2 separate regions of the Mus musculus genome follow, and region 1 is linked to region 2. Evidence: chromatin contacts called from public HiChIP or PLAC-seq data. All regions are on one chromosome and are shown on one strand. Each heading gives the region's core, a stretch centred on a gene start, on an enhancer-like site or on the middle of the called end of the contact. The rest is flanking DNA. Distances are from core to core; before and after follow the strand shown. Region 1 overlaps Nop58 (NOP58 ribonucleoprotein). Region 2 holds the start of Nif3l1 (Ngg1 interacting factor 3-like 1 (S. pombe)).

Region 1 (2,700 bases), core at 118-2,617, 1.3 Mb after region 2:
CAACATGGAATTTGTGTGCCACAAAATCCAGGGTCAAAAAGATACTTGTTATCTGTGTTTATACTATTCATTAATACTCTTTGGGAGGGTTATTTGAGGGATGCACTTATCCATAGGGAAAAGATAGAAACTTTTTGCTGTTACTTTTGGTTAAAATCCGGTGAGTATATGAGTACCTTGTAATTTTTTTTAAAGATTTACTTAATTATTTTTAAGATTTATTTATCTTATTTATAAATACACTGTGGCTGTCTTCAAACAGACCAGAACAGGGCATCGGATCCCATTACAGATGGTTGTGAGCCACTGTGTGGTTGCTGGGAATTGAACTCAGGACCTCTGGAATAGCAGTCAGCACTCTTAACTGAGCCATCTCTCCAGCCCAATACTTTGTAATTTTAAAGCTAAACAAATGGCTGGAGTGATGATGGGTGAGTGGTTAAAAGTGCTTAGTACACTTAATACACCGGGCTTCAGATCCCATTACCAGCATTACACAGGTCATTACTACCCATCACTCAGTTACAGGGGATTTGATACTGTCTGGCCTTTAAAGGCACCTGCACTTAACTAGTGCACAAAAACTCCCTTTGGCTGGGGCTAGAGAGATGGCTCAGTGGCTAAGCGCACTAAACTACATGGTAGCTCAACAACCATCTGTAATGCAATCTGATGCCCTCTTCTGGGGTGACTGAAGATAACGACAGTGTACTCATATATATAAAATAAATCTTTTCTTTAAAAAAAAATCACATAGGTACATGTGCAGATTTTAAAAGTCTGGAAATCAAATAAAATAGCAGTAGTCCACTTAGTCCAACAAGCAAGAAAAAAACTTCCTCAGATTTAATAATGCTTTGCATCTTGGGATGCAGCCTAGCCAAAAGGGTAATTGGAAGGTTTCTCTATTTAATTTCCATCAACTTCTTAACAAACATACTAGAAGCAAACACTATGTACAGTTGAGAAAAGTATATATATTATACCCGAGATCAATATTGTTTTAAAATACCAGATTCCAATGAGATAGATCATGCTTATCTGTTCTATCCCGGCCTGTGGCTTACAAGGACCAGGTACACCAGGGAGGCAAGCTGGGGCTGAAAGAGACTTAGACTGCGAGAGGTTAATGGAGCCGAGACATGTTTCAGTTCAAGGCCCTCCGTTTCCTAAGAGAGTGTGCTTATAAAAGGGGAAGGCCCATCCCCTCCAGTCCATTCTTGGTGTCTGGAGCCAGCCTATAGGTGATGCGCAGAATAGAATGTTCCTCTGGAATGTATCAGGTGCTTCTCAGCAGGTAGCAGTGTCTTGGAGAGAGCAGTGGCAGCTGGCAGAACAAAAGAAGCCATCTAGGTCGGAAGGCTCCACCTTAGGTAATTTCCTTCTCACTGGCAGCAAGGTCAAAGTCTGGAGCAGCCTGCTTCAGGGCTGAGGGAGGCTCCACTTATCATTTCCGGAGACTGAGGCAGATTGTTCCTGTGAGTTTAAGTTGAACCTGTGAATTCACATTAGTGAATTCTTTTTGGTTTTTCAAGACGGGGTTTGACCAGGCTGGACTCAAACTCAGAAATCCGCCTGCCTCTGCCTCCCAAGTGCTGGGATCAAAGGTGTGTGCCACCTCTGCCTGGCTACATTGGTGAATTCTTAAAAGACAATATCTGAAAACCCACAACGGTGAATTTTCAAGAAAACTTATTTTTCATTTAATGTGAATGTTTTTATAGGAAAAATTGAATCTCAGCTGTATCCATAGTCCTGTTGTTAATGAACTTATGAGAGGAATCCGATCACAAATGGATGGCTTGATTCCTGGGGTAGAACCACGTGAGATGGCAGCCATGTGTCTTGGATTGGCCCACAGGTAAGTACAGAAGTTAAATGTATGCTTACTCATATACATACACATATTTATATACATCTGTCCTAAAAGTGTGTAAGTATTAATGTCAGGGAGATGCTGCTGTTGCCCTCAAGAAAAAACTTGCTCAGCATCAATAAAGCTGATAAGTGGTAAAAATACAATTATTAGACCCAGTGTATTCTTTTTGGTTTTTCCAGGCAGGATTTGTCTGTATAGCTCTGGCTGTCCTGGAACTCGGTCTATAGACCAGGCTGGTCTTGAATTCAAAGATCCAACTGCCTCTGCTTCCGAGGTGCTGGGATTAAAAGAGTGTGCCACCCCAACCTGGCTATTGCCTATATTCTTTTAAAAATGAAAACTTATGGCAGGCTTTCTTTATATCTTCAGTGTTGGATCATTTCTTCCCATAGCTTTGCTTTGGTCTGAGAAAGAACTTTGCTGTGTACACGTGTTTCTGATTGGGCCAGAAAAGGCTGTCAGGTGTCCCTTCATTCTTCCTATTCCTTTGAGGCAGACTCTCCCCCTGGTTTCCGGGGCTAGGCCAGAAATCCTCAAACCTCATTGATCCTTCTGCCTCCCAGCTGAGGTTTGTTTAGGCACACATGGAATTGCTGACTTGTTATGTAGGTACAGGGATCAGACTTCCACAGCTCATGATTGTATAGCCAGTACACTTAACTGCTGAGCCATCTGTATTATTCAGCGAGCCATAACATGCTAGGATTGTTGAAAGTAGTATCCTAATAGGCCGCAGTGAAACATACCTTTAATCCCAGCACTCTGAGGTCCCAGATAGTCTGGTTTACAGATGAAGTTTCAGGACAGCCAGGTAACAAAGG
Region 2 (2,718 bases), core at 9-2,508:
GGGGAAAGGGCACACTGTTTGCTCGTTTATTTCCTTTTGTGTCTTTTAATGAAAGGTCTGAGACTGCGACGGCCTATAGAGGCTGGGAGCAAGGTTACCTCCTGAGTGCTGGGACCACACCAGCAGGGTAACGTTGTAATGATCATGTCCACTTGTTTATTCTACTTTGTTCCCTCTATACTGGTACACACAGTCTCTCCCTCGCCACATCCCCTCCCTTCCCCTCTCCTTCCTTATCCTAGGAACGCACTCTGCCACTGAGCTACACACTCACTATCCTGTCTGACTTCCTCCAAAAAAATATTCATTAAAAATTAAAAAACAGCCAGTCGTGGAGGCACATGCCTTTAATCCTAGCACTTGGGAGGCAGAGACAGGCGGATTTCTGAGTTTGAGGCCAGCCTGGTCTACAGAGTGAGTTCCACGACAGCAAGGGCTACACAGAGAAACCCTGTCTCAAAAAACCAAAACACACACACACACACACACACACACACACACACACAAATTAAAAACCATGTAATGGGCGGCTGAGAGGGCAGGCTTGGCAGGTACCAGGACTTGTTGCTTTTGCAGCAGGGCCTGTTCAGTTCCCAGCACCCACATCTGCTTGTGTCTCCAGCTCCAGGGAACCCAAAGGGGTTAGAAACAAGCAACCAACCACCCAGTTAGAATAATTCTATGATACATACTCACCATTTTCCTTCTTGATGGTTCTAGGAAGCACTGTTTAATTTTTCAAATCTCCTACAAGAGAGAGGAATTAGTTCACTTTACCCTATCAAGTTCCCACCATACTTGTTCATCTTTATGGTAGATTTACAACGAAAAGCTTAGACTAGCATCCTCTAAATGAAAATCCTATCATAAAAGTGTTGATCCTACCCAATGCAACAAGCCACCCCAGTGCGCACTTACTTTACTCATTTTCTTCAAGGCTTTCTGCAAGGGAGGCATAGCCCCACCTCCAGGTCTAGTGCTCTAGATAGGCACTTGGAGCTCCCTTTACCCGGGACACCTACTTTACTTAAGACGTCTGTACAATACATTTCTATACTTCACACTTTTGTTTTGTTTTTTCCCAAACGCCACATCTTGCTAACTTATCAATCGTATTTAAAAGTCCCAGGAATACCATCTCCAGCCCGAGAGTTCACCACGAGGATCCCAAGAAATAAATTTGCACCAACGTGGGGCGCAGCAGGCGTTTGAGTGCACGGAGAAAAGGATAAAAGCCTTTCCCCCACACTCACCCACTGCGCTCAGCACCACTGCTGCGGGAACGGAAAAGCCTCAACTACAAGGGCCGGCATGCCTGCGGGTTCCAAAGGCGTGTCTGTGCGCCACAGAAGTGAAGCCCGGAGCCCTCCGCAGGGGACGCCCTACTCTCCCGTCAGTCTCTCCTCATCACACCGACTAGGACTCGGAGGACCACGCACCTCACCCCTCGGCCCCTGAGAGCTCTACCCACAACCTCACTAAGAAGCAGAACCCGCTGTCGCCCAGCAACTTCATACAGCGGCCTGGAGTGGGAAGCAGAACGCACAGGACCAATTCCGCCCAACTTCACACAGCGGCCTGGAGTCGGAAGCAGAACGCACAGGACAACTTCCGCCCAACTTCACACAGCGGCCTGGAGTCGGAAGCAGAACGCACAGGACCACTTCTGCCCAACTCTTTCCACAAAGCCAGGAGCTTCAGAGCAGAGCGGAAGTGATACACTGAAAGAGCTTCTGCGACTGGTGAGTTGTGAACCACTGAAGGGCTCGCGGGGGCTGTCTGTTCTTCTCGCTGGAGGTGCACATCGGGCTGGCTGTGGTGACTGCAGAGGGCCGGGGGAACATGAATATAGAAGGAGAGGTTGCAGATGAAAACTGCCTTGCTGCAGGAGGGGTGAGGGTGCTGACTCCAGGAATAAAGGCTATGCCACGCGGCCCTTGATTATTCTGGAAAAGGTCTTGAGCCATGCGTAAATGAAAGAAAAACCACACGCAAGTGCAAAGAGAGCTCTCGTGTAATTGAAAAATAGCAAGTGGCTGTTCAGAGGGCTAAAGATCATGTAGATTGACAATGGATATTCCCATCTCTCCATTGTACGGCAGCTCCAGCCCATTCAAATAATGCTTTAAATGTGTCTGTACTGTGAGCACATTGTCCGAGAAAAACACCGGGACGTGGTCGTGTCATCTCACAATAGAAGTTTATTGTATAACAAGAAAGCCACAAGTTACATCAGTCTCGTTGGTAGCTTGTTACAGGATGTTTGGTCACACTGTGAACCCCCGAGATTGTGTTATTTACCGATGGTGGGTGGGAGGAACCTTTCTAGTTGTGGTGTGCCCTTAGCACACATCTTTAATCTCAAACAATGAAGGTAAAATTAGTTTGTAGAAGGAAGCATCCATGTTTGAAAGTGATGTCTAATTGAATGGCAGACAAAGTGAGGAATCAGAGAAAGATTTGACAGAATAGGATATGCCCAGCTCTCTCCAGAACAGGGAGAAAAGATGGGCTACTTAAGGGGTAGTGCAGAGAGAGACTGGGGGCAGTTTTTACTGGGACAGTTATATATAGAGAGGATGCAGATAGAGAAAACAAGCTATGCATAAGTGAAGACAGACTGAGCCAAAGAACAAGAAGCAGCCAGAAGATTAGAGAGGATTGTCAGGCTTAGTTTGAGGCCATGCAGAACCATTCAGTCAGAGGCTGAGAGAGAAG

The links. HiChIP or PLAC-seq counts read pairs in DNA pulled down with a chosen protein or histone mark.
Region 1: an H3K27ac HiChIP or PLAC-seq map of embryonic stem cells shows a contact between it and region 2, with 6 times the contacts expected there. The contact joins the enhancer-like site here to the promoter of Nif3l1 in region 2. A contact is called at or near these places in 3 of 39 promoter capture datasets (cranial neural crest, liver and maxillary cranial neural crest), 1 of 484 Hi-C or Micro-C datasets (cortical neurons), 5 of 115 datasets of contacts at active chromatin or transcription factors (astrocytes, bone marrow-derived macrophages, effector CD8 T cells and 2 more) and 1 of 9 other capture datasets (pancreatic islet).

Annotation. Positions count from the first base shown.
Region 1 is chr1:59,696,599-59,699,298 of GRCm38.p6, forward strand. It overlaps Nop58 (NOP58 ribonucleoprotein), which reads left to right. Exons shown (of 15, transcript NM_018868.2): 5 at 1,725-1,861. Among named protein-coding and RNA genes, the nearest start is that of Snord70, 6.0 kb to the left of the region's middle. Within about 2 kb of position 1,368, at least 19 of the 459 cell types and tissues checked have an H3K27ac peak or open chromatin away from gene starts, as enhancers often do. A contact at or near this core is called in embryonic stem cells, where this site is marked.
Region 2 is chr1:58,443,893-58,446,610 of GRCm38.p6, forward strand. It overlaps Nif3l1 (Ngg1 interacting factor 3-like 1 (S. pombe)), which reads left to right and starts at 1,259. Exons shown (of 7, transcript NM_022988.3): 1 at 1,259-1,742. Ppil3 (peptidylprolyl isomerase (cyclophilin)-like 3) reads right to left here and starts at 1,594. Exons shown (of 7, transcript NM_001285827.1): 1 at 1,254-1,594; 2 at 697-747. The coding sequence starts at 699.